Regions from separate parts of the Mus musculus genome. Here all the other regions are linked to region 3. The links are chromatin contacts, called in public HiChIP or PLAC-seq and promoter capture Hi-C maps. All regions are on one chromosome and are shown on one strand. The core of a region is the stretch at or near the end of the contact, and the rest is flanking DNA. Distances in the headings are between cores, read along the strand shown. Region 1 overlaps 2400006E01Rik (RIKEN cDNA 2400006E01 gene). Region 2 overlaps Sclt1 (sodium channel and clathrin linker 1). Region 3 overlaps Jade1 (jade family PHD finger 1).

Region 1 (3,593 bases), core at 5-2,504, 86 kb before region 3:
ATAATAATTAGTCTTTTTCTCCTTTCTGTTCCTAAACAATTACTTCTTGATCCTGCAAACAAAGCAATGTTGCTGAGTTTCCTGTGATCTTCCTTCCGGCCATAGGTTACATACACACAGGAAAAAGTATACTCTCGGGGTCCCCTGCATCCCTACTTATACAAACGACAATTGATTTTGTATACTCTTGAGCTGATATTTTTTCAAGTACAAATAAATTATGAGCGCTTTGAAGACCTCCTCTGCCTTAGCTAGCTCCCCTTTCTAGCCCTCATGGCTCTCACCCTAATAGGCATTTACTTTGCACTTCTGTAAGCTAGCAACACATTCCATTCCCTAATTAGTGGTAAATCTTATACATGCTCATCCGCTCAGCACTATTTCAGTGTAAGCTTCTCAATGATGGGATACACACACTGAGCCACTCCCCGCCCCCTTTGATACAGGATCTAACATAGCAACGTGAATAATTATGAGTTTAATAAATGCCTTTTTATGACTCTAACTTCTGATTTTCTTGCCACCCACTTAGTATTTGGAAACCAGTTCTATCCACTTTTGCAATTCAATTACATTCTAGCTCGTTAACAGTCAGATAAATAACACGGGTTGGCCAGATTCTGAGAGAGGAACCACAGGTTTATTCCTTTATTAAGTCAGTATGTTAGGAAAAGAACCACAAAGTGGTTATACATCTGTCCGTTCTTTCTAATTGTATCTATGTGTTCAGTATAAGTCTAATCATATAGGCAGCTGGATTTCATTAAGAACTTGATAAATATGTCTAACATGTATACGAAGAAGATGTATGAATAGCTAATTTGACTTTTAAAAATAAGAGCAAAGGGATATTAATAAGTATGTGAAAACTTAATAATATGGGCCGGACAGATGGCTTTATTGGTTAAGAGCATTTGCTGCTCTTGCAGAGGATTTGAGTGTGATTCCAAAAACTCACATCAGGCCGTTCCTAACCACCTGCAGCCACAGTTCTAGGTCATCCAACATCTCCTTCTGGCTCCACAGGCGTCGGCACTCGCTCATGCATAGAGCGACACACAGACATTCACATATGCACACAGTTGAAAAAAATAAAAGTAAACCTTTAAATAGGGGGAAAAATATTTAGGAGTAAAGGCTGGGTTTGTCCACACAGGAACAAATCAAAAAATGAAACAGCCTAAAGCAGTCCGAATTCCTGTGTTAATATTTAGCCCCGAAGGTGGTGATACTGAGGTGCAAGGACTTCTGGGGTGTTTGGCAATTAGGGGAGGAACCTTCATGAGTCAGATCACAGCTGTTGAACAGGAAAGCAGGAGAAAGCCCTTCCGCCTTGGTCTCAAGTTCTCACAGTGAGAAAAATGATCCTTTGTGAGGACCGAGACTCAGCCTGCTTCTGCCCTGGATTTTTACCTTGCAATCTTAAGAAATAACCTTCTCTTACAGCTCGTTAGTCTTCATAGCAGCTGAGACCTAGCACGACACCCATTTCAGGAGGTCCCTGTTTGTTAAGTTTGTGGCTCCACAAAACAGTAAAGAAAAGAAAATGTAGCAAATGGTATTGGGGAAATAATACATTTAGGCCTCTGTCTAAACCTACACATCTGAATGGGAAAAGTACAATTATAAAATTTATAAAAGAAAATATAGGAGCCGGGCGTGGTGGCACATGCCTTTAATCCCAGCATTCGGGAGGCAAAAGCAGGATTTCTGAATTCAAGGCCAGCCTGGTCTACAAAGTGAGTTCCAGGACAGCCAGGGCTATTCAGAGAAACCCTGTCTCGAAAAACCAAAAACCAAAAAACAGAAAAAAAAAGAATATATATATGTATGTATATATATATCTTTGTGGCATAAAGAAAGAATGTGATTTTAAATATTAAAAGTTTTCAAATATGGGGCTGGGAATGTAGTTCAGTTCAGTTGGTAGAGTGCTTACCTATCACATTACCTGACAAAACAGGTATGGTGGCTCATGCCTGAAATGCCAGGACTCAGGAGGTGGGGGAGGGGGAGGGTCACAAGTTCAAAGGTCATCCTCAAATACACAGAAAGTTCTAGGCTAGCCTGGGATACAGGAGACTCTGTCCAGAGAAGGAAGGAAGGAAGGAAGGAAGGAAGGAAGGAAGGAAGGAAGGAAGGAAGGAAGGAAGGAAGGGAAGGAAGGAAGGAAAGGAGGGAGGGGGAAGGAGGGAGGTAAGGAGGAAGGGAGGAAGATTAGTTTCAAATGTGTTCAAAAGTAGGGAAAAGTGACCAGTGGACTTCCATGCAGTTATCACACGAATTTTTAAGTTCACAAAATTCTATTCCAAACGCCTTTTTTCCTCACCCACTAAATTTTTCCTTTTTTTTTTCTTTTAATTTTGACGTAATATTGCATCCTGTATCACAATATCTCTTAAAAATATGTACATACATTTTATATGAACATGATGCCACCATTATAACAGTAGAATATAAGAATAATTAATTAACTATGTTTAACAACTGAGCAAAAGTCATATGAACTCATAGAAACTGAAGCAGAATCACATGGCCTACCCGTGTCTGCACCTGGTGCTCTGTGCATATATTATAGTTTTCAGGTTAGCACTTTTATGGGACTCCTGAATGTGTGAATGACTGGGTCAATTATTGTTCCTGTTCTTGGGGATTTTTTATTTTTCTGTTAGCTTGGCTAGTCCAACACTGATATGGTGGTCTTTGTCTTTTCTTATTATAGTTTATTTTGTTGTGTTTTGCTGTTATCTCCCAGAAGCTGGATCCTTGCTAATGAGAGACAGAAAGGGGGAAGATCCAGATGGGAGAGAAGTGGGGGCGGGGGGAGAAGCTAAGGGGAGTAGAGGGAGGGAAACTGTATTTAGATTATATTGTATAGAAATGAATCTACTTTTACTAAAAGGGGGGAGAAGTAACTAATTTTTAAAAACATTCTAAAAGATTTCAAAATATAAACACCAAGGCATTTGATTATCTAAGAATTAGAATTGGGGGAAAAGAACAGAGAGTGAAGGCTATATTAAGAGATGACTATCTAGAATATACAAAGAACCCTAGCAAATTGGCAAATGACAGAGACTTTAAAGAAAAAACTGGACATAGACTACAATGGGCAACTTATAAACAGGCAAATCAAAGAACTTGAGGAGTAACCCTAAAGAAATTCAAATAAAAATAAGCATCAGTATATACCAAGTAGCCTGGAAAAAATTAGCTGGTTAATGCCAAGTGTTGGTGGTGATGTGTGCTGGCGGAAGGCAGATTGGTGTATTCTGGGAAAGCAATCTGTCTCTATTTAGTTAAATTAAGTATAAAGATATTCTGGGATCCAGCAGTTCTGTTCCTGGATATGCATCTCAAAGAAGCTCTTACCCAGAGCCACTCAGCAATACACAAGGGTGTTCACTGAAGGGTTACTCACTGCGGGGTTATTCATCGTCACCGTTGTGGACAGATGGAGACCATCTGATAGTGAATAGGTGATACACAGAACACCAGTGCACGGGCAGAGGCCAGGCACCAGTGCACACTCAGTCACATGTACAGGTGCTAAATATGTACTTGAGTAAAACGACTGAGTGCTATAATACGTC
Region 2 (4,081 bases), core at 1,171-3,670, 94 kb after region 3:
TGTTAGATGACTCATTGTTTCAACAGTCATGACAGCTTTCAGTATTGTTTGGTGGTCCTTCTACTCTTTGTTTTCTAAGTTCATGTTAAACCATGATATATGTTGTTATTGAATATTTTTATACTAAAATTCTCTATATGTTTAATGTAAACAATATGTTTTGGCATTTAATTAAAACTTTATATGAAAAACATGAATGCTTGTTGTTGATACCTAGTTTTCCACACAAGTAATTGCCACATTATACATACTGTTGCCTTGGTGATGAACAAGTAGGCTGCCTGTAGCTCCCAAATTCTACAAATAGCCACAGTCCACAGAAACAATGACTAAGTTAGGGAACATAACTGCTAGAAATGTTTTTATCTTAGAAACAAATAACCATATATAGTATATACACTATATACTTAGCATTTATACTATACATACTAAATATGGATACATCTCTCTATAGCCAAAATGTCTATAGTGAAGAGACTATTATTTAAAAATGGTTGAACAATGCTAATGTATACTATCCTCTTTCAGACATTATTATATTCTACTTTCAATCTATACAAATACATATGCATGTTTATTACACACACACACACACACACACACACACACACACACACACACACACACAGACTTTTTGAGATAGGGTATTACATGGTCTAGCCTCAAACTCACGATTTTCCTGTCTTTACCTAAGAGCTAGTATTACAGGTGGGTGTCTTCACAGCAATTTTACAAGTCTGGCATCAATTTTTGAGTATAAATTAATATATCCTAAGAATACCAAATCAAGAAATATGAAAAATCTGGAACACTAAGAATTCTGAAACAGTATCAGCACCAAGACAATGCAACATGTGGGAAAATTTACACCTGACCTCATGTGCTAGCTTGTAATAAAAATGTTTGCAAACTAAAAATATTATATTAAATTACTTTCTGGCTCTGAGTGTAAGACATATAAAATAAATTTTGCTTTTAGACTTGGTTCCATTTCTAAGCCAACAATTTGTGTGTATGTAAGTATGCCAAATTTTGAAAAAAAAAAGAAAAAGCCCAAAACAAACCAAACCAAACCCCCAAACCACTCAAGTCTGTAACTGCCCTGTCATATTGCTTAGTTTTCATTTTTCAGGATGTTGTGACCTTTGAAATGTTTTCTCCCAGGCTTTGTCCAATCATCTTTGGCTCTTATTTGTCAATCTTTTCTATTTTGGCTTATCTTATAAAATGTTGAGTAAGAAATATTTACCCCCAGCAAAACTTGAAATTACCAGAGATGGAGGATCCAAGGTATTCTAAGACAAAACCAAGTGTAAACAATATCTTTCTACTAATCCAGCCCTGGGATAACAGAAAGAAAGGTCCAACACAAGGAAAGAAACTACACCCAAGGAAAAGCAAGAAATTAATTTTTTCACAACCAACCCAAACGAAGAGAAGCACAAAAACATAATTTCACTTCTAACAACAAAATAACAAAAATAACAGGAACCAACAATCATTGGTCTCTAATATCTCTCAACTTCGATGGACTCAATTCATCAATAAAAAGGCATAGGTTAACAGACTGGATACCTAACCAGGATCCAAAATTTGGTTGCATACAGGAAACACACCTCAGTGGCAAAGACAATTATTACCTCACAATAAAAGACTGGGAAAAAATTTTCCAAGCAAATGGTCCCAAGAAACAAGCTAGAGTAGCCATTCTAATATTGAATAAAATCAACTTTCAACCAAAAATTATCAAAAAAGATAAAGAACACTACAAACTTATCAAAGAAAAAAATCCACCAAGATGAATTCTCAATTCTGAACATCTATGCCCCAAATGCTAGGGCATCCACATTTGTGAAAGAAACAATACTGAAGCTCAAAGCACCCATTGAACGTCACACAATAATAGTAGGATATTTCAACACCCCACTCTCACTAATGAACAGATCAAGTAAACACAAACTAAACAGACACAGTGAAACTAAAAGAAGTTATGAACCATATGGATTTAACAAATATCTACAGAACATTTCACCCTAAAACAAAAGAATATACCTTCTTCTCAGCACCTCATGGTACCTTCTCAAAAATCAACCATATACCCGGACACAAAACAAATGTCATAAGATACAAGAAGACCAAAATAATCTCATGCATTCTATTAGATTACCACGGACTAAGGCTGGTCTTCAATAGCAACAAAAACAACAGAAAGCCCACATACACATGGAAGCTGAAAAACACTCTACTCAATGATAACTTGGTCAGGGAAGAAATAAATAAAGAAATAAAAAACTTTTTGTGTAGCTTCCCCCAGCCTTGAGTAGTCTGGCTTTGACCTTGCTGCCACTGAGTATGAGACCACCTGGGGTGGAGCCTTCTGACTTAGATGGCTCTATTGTTTTGTCACTTGCTGCTGCTCTTCTCCAAGACACTGCTACCTGCTGAGAGGCCCTAGAGATATTCCAGAGACAGCACCTGGCAGATCACCTACAGGCTGACGACAGGCACCAAGAATGGATTGGTGGGGGATGGGCCTCCCCCTTTATAAACACACTCTTAGTAAACTTTGGGGCCTTGATCAGAAAAAATTGTCTTGGTCTCCATTATTTTTGTCACTGTTTCCTTCCATACAGCTCCAGCCTCCCACTCAGGAACCCAGTTAGTGTGGCTGCAGACGGCTACATTTTTGGAATTCAATGAAAATGAAGGCACAACATACTTAATCTTACCAGACACAATGAAAGCAGTGCTAAGAGAAAAACTCATAGCCCTGAGTGCCTCCATAAAGAAACTGAAGAGATCATAACTAGAAACTTAATAGCTCATCTGAAAGCTGTAGAACAAAAGAAGGAAATGCACCCAAGAGGAGTAGACAGCAGGAAATAATGAAACTCAGGACTGAAATCAACCAAGGAGAAACCAAGAGAACTATACAAAGAATCAACAAAACCAGGAGCTGGTTCTTTGAGAAAATCAGTAAGATAGACAAACCCTTAGCCAGACTAATCAGAGGGCACAGAGACAGTATCCAAATGAACAAAATCAGAAATGAAAAGGGACATATAACAACAGAAATTGAGGAAATCCAAAAAATAATCAGATCCTACTATAAAAGCCTATACTCAAAAAAAAAAAAAAAAAAAAAAAAAAAAACAACTGGAAAACCTGGAATGAAATGGATGATTTTCTAGACAGATACCAGGTACCAAAGTCAAATCAGGATCAAATAAACCATCTAAACAGTCTCATAACCCCCAAGGAAATAGAAACAGTCAGAAGTCTCCCAATCAAAAAGAGCCCAGGGCCAGATAGTTTTAGTGCAGAATTCTATCAGATCCTCAAAGAAGATCTAAACAAGTACTTCTCAAACTAATCCATAAACTAGAAATATAAGGAACACTACCCAATTCTATGAAGCTACAGTTACAGTGATACCTAAACCACAAAAAGACCCAATAAAGAAAAAGAACTGCAGACCAATCTCCCTTATAAATATCGATGCAAAAATGCTCAATAAAATTCTCAAACTGAATCCAAGAGCACATCAAAATGATCATCTACCATGATCAGGTAAGCTTCATCCCAGGAATGCAGGGATGAGTCAATGTACAGAAATTCATCAACGTAAACCACTATATAAACAAACTCAAAGACAAAAACCACATGATCATCTCGTAAGATGCTGAAAACACCTTTGCCAAAATACAACACCCCTTCATGTTAAAAGTATTAGAAAGATCAGGAATTCAAGGTTCATACCTAAATATAATAAAAGCAATATATAGCAAATCAATAGCCATCATCAAACTAAATAGAGAGAAACTCAAAGCAATCCCTCTAAAATCAGACAAGACAAGGCTGCCCACTCTCTCCTTACCTATTCAACACGATACTCCAAGTTCTAGCCAGAGCAATTAGACAACAAAAGGAGATAAAAGGGATACAAATTGGGAGGGAGGAAGTCAAGATTTCACTATTTGCAGATGATATGATAGTATACATAAGCAACCCCCAAAATTCTAGAGAGCTCCTACAGCTTATAAACAACCTAAGCAAAGTGGCTGGATATAAAATTAACTCA
Region 3 (3,960 bases), core at 669-3,168:
CAGGCACATGGGTGCTTGGAGGTGGGCTGGCATATTTCCTCGAGGGTCAGGATCACAGTTAGGTGGATATGGGCATGTCTACTTTGGTGTGGCTCTGTGAAAATCCTTCTAGATTGTTTTTCAGTTCACAAATAGGGGCTGGGCGATGCCTCGTAAGACTTGCTGACCGCCCTTCAAGAGAACAAAGGCTTGATTCCTAGATCCCACATTGGCTGCTTACAGCAGGCCATTACTCCAGTTCTAGGGGATCCAGCACCCTCTTTTGGCCTCTGTGGGCATTACACAGTGTGTGGCACAGTGATATATAGAGGCAAGACACCCATACACATAAATAACAAAGTTGTGGCCTTACAGGCTTGCTATGGGATCCTCAAGGTGCCAGAGGGCAGTTGGCTATGTCGTACATGTGCCCTGGGAGTTCAGCCAAAATGTTTGCTGTGTCCCAAGAAAGGCGGAGCTATGAAGCCGACCCGCAGCGGAACCAAGTGGGTCCACGTCAGCTGTGCCCTGTGGATCCCTGAGGTAAGCCTGCTTTCTGATAGCATCTTAATTGAGACAGTCCTGGTTTCCTGCTGGGGTTGGGTAGGTGGGAGTGAGTGACTCACAGGCAGCAGTAGAGCTGCTGGGTCCCCTCTGTCCCCAAGCTGATCCTGAGCAGAGCGGGTCTGTGGAGGGGCTTCCTGGAGGCAGCAGTGGCCTGGTGTCCACAAATAGCCCCACTTTTCCATTTCTGGAAACCCTCACGTAGATGACAGCACTCACAGGCCAGGCCTGGCACCTTCACGGCTCTGTCCTGAGGGTAGCCATGCTACTGTCCCTGCCAGTTTGTGTTTGCCAAACTCCGAGTGCAGTACCACAGTGCCCTAGGTCACACTTCTGTGAGCTTTATTTAAATTCTTCCTCGGCTTCCACCTTGTTAATTTCAGGTCTGCTCTAATTTATTTCCAGTCCCAGACCTTAACTAATTTAATTTGCATGGCTTGTGATGAGAATATCATTTGTCATTTAAATTCCAGTATTTTTGGTGTGTGATTTGCTGCATTTTTTTTCCCTCCAGAGGAAAATTGCCTGGGTATGATTTACATGGGAGTTTCACTGGATCTTTTGGTTTAATATTAACCAGTTTGCAGTTCATTATTCCATATTTATCTTGCTAGATTTTTACTTTTAATATAGTTATGTGTTCTGATGTAATACTATTAAATATAGTTTATCTCTTTGCTCATTCTATTATTTAAATATGTTTACAATGGGTTTTTAGTCCTTAAAAATTCTTGTCAATCTAAAGTCTTTTTTTAAAAAAGATTTTATTTATTTGATATATATGATGTACTGTAGCTGTCTTGAGACACACCAGTAGAGGGCATCAGATCCCATTACAGATGGTTGTGAGCCATCATGTGGTTACTGGGAATTGAACTCAGGACCTCTGGAAGAACAGCCAGTGCTCTTAACCTCTGAGCCATCTCTCCAGCCCCTAGCCTTGTTACGATAAGATAGATGTTTTTGCTATCAGATACTTGAAAGAAGTGAAAACTTGTAGAGAGGTCTATAAAGACTGGCAAGCTGGTATCAATGGGGGCTGATCTCTGGGCTCTGCTGCTGCTAGTCCAGAGCTGGGCCCTGGGGCTAGCCCTCAGGTCTGTGTTACGACTCTGATTATCCGTGTCATGCCCATCTGGCTATTTTGGATCTTTAGGTAAGCATTGGCAGCCCTGAGAAGATGGAGCCCATCACAAAAGTGTCTCACATTCCCAGCAGCCGGTGGGCGCTTGTGTGCAGCCTCTGCAATGAGAAATTCGGGGCCTCCATACAGGTAACAATGGCTCAGTAAGCGTAGCTTTGTTTTCCTCCTCTGTGTGCTAGGGAGCAGGGTGGGGGAGGAGGCTCTACACAGCATTCATTGGAGGGTTAGGAGGAGGAAGGTTATCTGGAAATCTGCCTGGGTTTGGAGGCAGTTCCAGTTTGTCTGGCCTAAGCCTAGTAGAGTCCTCTTCTTTTCATAAGCAGACATTCCTGGTAAGAACCGAGGCTTAGATACTCTTGACTGTGGCACTTGAGTTGTCTAGCCTTCCACTGTAGTCTCATTACCACAGACCAGTCTCACAGACCAGAAGTCCTCAGGGCTCCCTGCTGGGGATGCCTGTAGCTGAGGTAGGTGTTGGGCAGGCCTCTGCTTTTACACCGGGAGGGAGTCTGGAGCACACACACACTGCTGCCCTAGTGAACCAGCCAGCATGTAAAAGGCTGATTGATTGCATTTACATGGCCAGGTACAGGTAAGTACAGAAAGTCACGAGGTATGCAGAGTTAATGGGAAAATGGTATCTGTGTGTTGTCTGAAACTCTTGAGTAATTGATTTCTGGGGTTCATTCATTCATTGATATCTAGTCGGTTATGATTTGAGGCCTAGAACACTGTGTTGAAGGTTAATTTGGACTCCAGCAGGGACCCAAGTAGGCCTCAGATTCTTCAGTTTTTGGTTTGTCTGTTTGCTTTTGTTTGTTTGTTTGTTGTTGAAATCTGGTGGACAGAAACACTGTTTGGGCAGCTTCTTTCAATATAGAGAATACAACAGGTACAGGCATGACTTGACAAGTGTGGCCCTGGCTTTAAAACAGTTTCTTCATTTGGTGGAATATGCTATATTTTGGTTGAGCAATGATTCTTTGAGTAAGGTGCCCAAACCACTGACTGGTATTATATCCCCTCCCCTCCCCTCCCCCCTCCCCCTTTTTTTCCTCTTTATTTTGGTTTTTCACGACAGGGTTTCTCTGTAACTCTGGCTGTCTTTAAACTCATTTTGTAGACCAGGCTGGCCTTGAACTCAAGAGGTCGGCTCGCCTCTGCCTCACCAGTGCTGGGATTAAAGGTGGGCTCTTTTCACTTTCTTAACAAGCCTTGAGTGGTTTGACTTTTCACTGTTATGGTTTCTACTGCTGTTCAGGCATTAGTAAAAAATACCAGGGCAGGCACTGGGCAGCTGAGATTTGGCTTTGGGGATCTTAAAGATATGATTTTTGTTGTTGTTGTTGTTAGTAGAATCTGTTGAAAACTAAAATGAATTTGGGCAGAAGGAATCGAGGAGAGGTCAAAAAGGACTTGCGTGTCTGGCGTGTGTGGGAGGATGGCAGTTCCTGTGCCTGGGTTAGCTGCTCTGAGCACATCAACCCTGCTCCTTAGCTGATGTTTCGTGGGAGGCAAACTCGAGCCCTGTCTATTTTTCAAGGAGAGACACTCTTAAGGACATTTATGTTGCCACTGATCTCTGTCCCCAGAGCATTAATTTGAAGAAGGGGCCAAGGAAGGCAGATGACGTTTCATATCTTAACAAAATAAATAGATTGATTTTTATTAAAGAGAACTCCTCTCAGAAATGTCTGCAGCTGGGAAGACTAGTTTGTTTCTGTAACATCTGTTTGCTGAGTCAACCCGAATAGGAACACCCAGAGGAAGGCCGTTTGGCATCTTTTCAAAGTCCCGTATAAGTACTCTGCTGCAGCTCATTTCTCTTTAAGGTTCGAAGGCCTGGGTTAAGTGTAGTTTAAGGCAGACGCAGACTGCACCTCAGTCACCTGCTCCCGCTCTACTTCCCGCTCGGCTTCCTGCTGTGTGGAGAAACAGTGTGTCTTCATGAGAGTGGCCAGGTGTGTCTGCGTGTGTTCTGCCACCAGAGCTGATTGCTTTCACAGGCTTCTTGTAATTGAGGTTATTTATAAAGGTACAGATTAAGCATGGTGCATAGGCTTTCGGTGATTGGAATTGGCGGTGGTGAAGGGGCTGCGGTTGTACAGTAAAGGATTAGATTGTGGCTGGCACTGAAGTGCATCTTAAACGCTGAAGTGATGAGGGGGAAACCCAACTCCAGTCTCTACTCTGTGGTATGTGATGGCAGGGTCTGTTGAATGAGTTTAATTAAGCTTTTCAGCTGGCCTGGAGCACAAGCTCCTTGGTTGTCT

What was found. HiChIP or PLAC-seq counts read pairs in DNA pulled down with a chosen protein or histone mark. Capture Hi-C pulls out chosen DNA fragments and counts their contacts.
Region 1: a promoter capture Hi-C map of pancreatic islet shows a contact between it and region 3. The contact joins two enhancer-like sites. A contact is called at or near these places in 4 of 484 Hi-C or Micro-C datasets (embryonic stem cells, liver and nephron progenitors), 2 of 115 datasets of contacts at active chromatin or transcription factors (both in embryonic stem cells) and 4 of 9 other capture datasets (adipose tissue, embryonic stem cells, liver and 1 more).
Region 2: a contact with region 3 is called in an H3K27ac HiChIP or PLAC-seq map of embryonic stem cells, with 15 read pairs. The contact joins two enhancer-like sites. A contact is called at or near these places in 1 of 115 datasets of contacts at active chromatin or transcription factors (embryonic stem cells) and 3 of 9 other capture datasets (adipose tissue, liver and pancreatic islet).

The regions. Positions count from the first base shown.
Region 1 is chr3:41,513,842-41,517,434 of GRCm38.p6, forward strand. All of the region lies in intron 4 of 2400006E01Rik (RIKEN cDNA 2400006E01 gene), which reads right to left. Among named protein-coding and RNA genes, the nearest start is that of 2400006E01Rik, 13 kb to the right of the region's middle. Within about 2 kb of position 1,255, at least 31 of the 459 cell types and tissues checked have an H3K27ac peak or open chromatin away from gene starts, as enhancers often do. A contact at or near this core is called in liver and pancreatic islet, where this site is marked.
Region 2 is chr3:41,693,426-41,697,506 of GRCm38.p6, forward strand. The region is part of intron 9 of Sclt1 (sodium channel and clathrin linker 1); the gene reads right to left. Among named protein-coding and RNA genes, the nearest start is that of Sclt1, 47 kb to the right of the region's middle. Within about 2 kb of position 2,421, at least 6 of the 459 cell types and tissues checked have an H3K27ac peak or open chromatin away from gene starts, as enhancers often do. A contact at or near this core is called in embryonic stem cells, where this site is marked.
Region 3 is chr3:41,599,668-41,603,627 of GRCm38.p6, forward strand. Jade1 (jade family PHD finger 1) reads left to right here. Exons shown (of 11, transcript NM_001130184.1): 7 at 355-522; 8 at 1,700-1,816. Among named protein-coding and RNA genes, the nearest start is that of Jade1, 46 kb to the left of the region's middle. Within about 2 kb of position 1,919, at least 39 of the 459 cell types and tissues checked have an H3K27ac peak or open chromatin away from gene starts, as enhancers often do. A contact at or near this core is called in embryonic stem cells, liver and pancreatic islet, where this site is marked.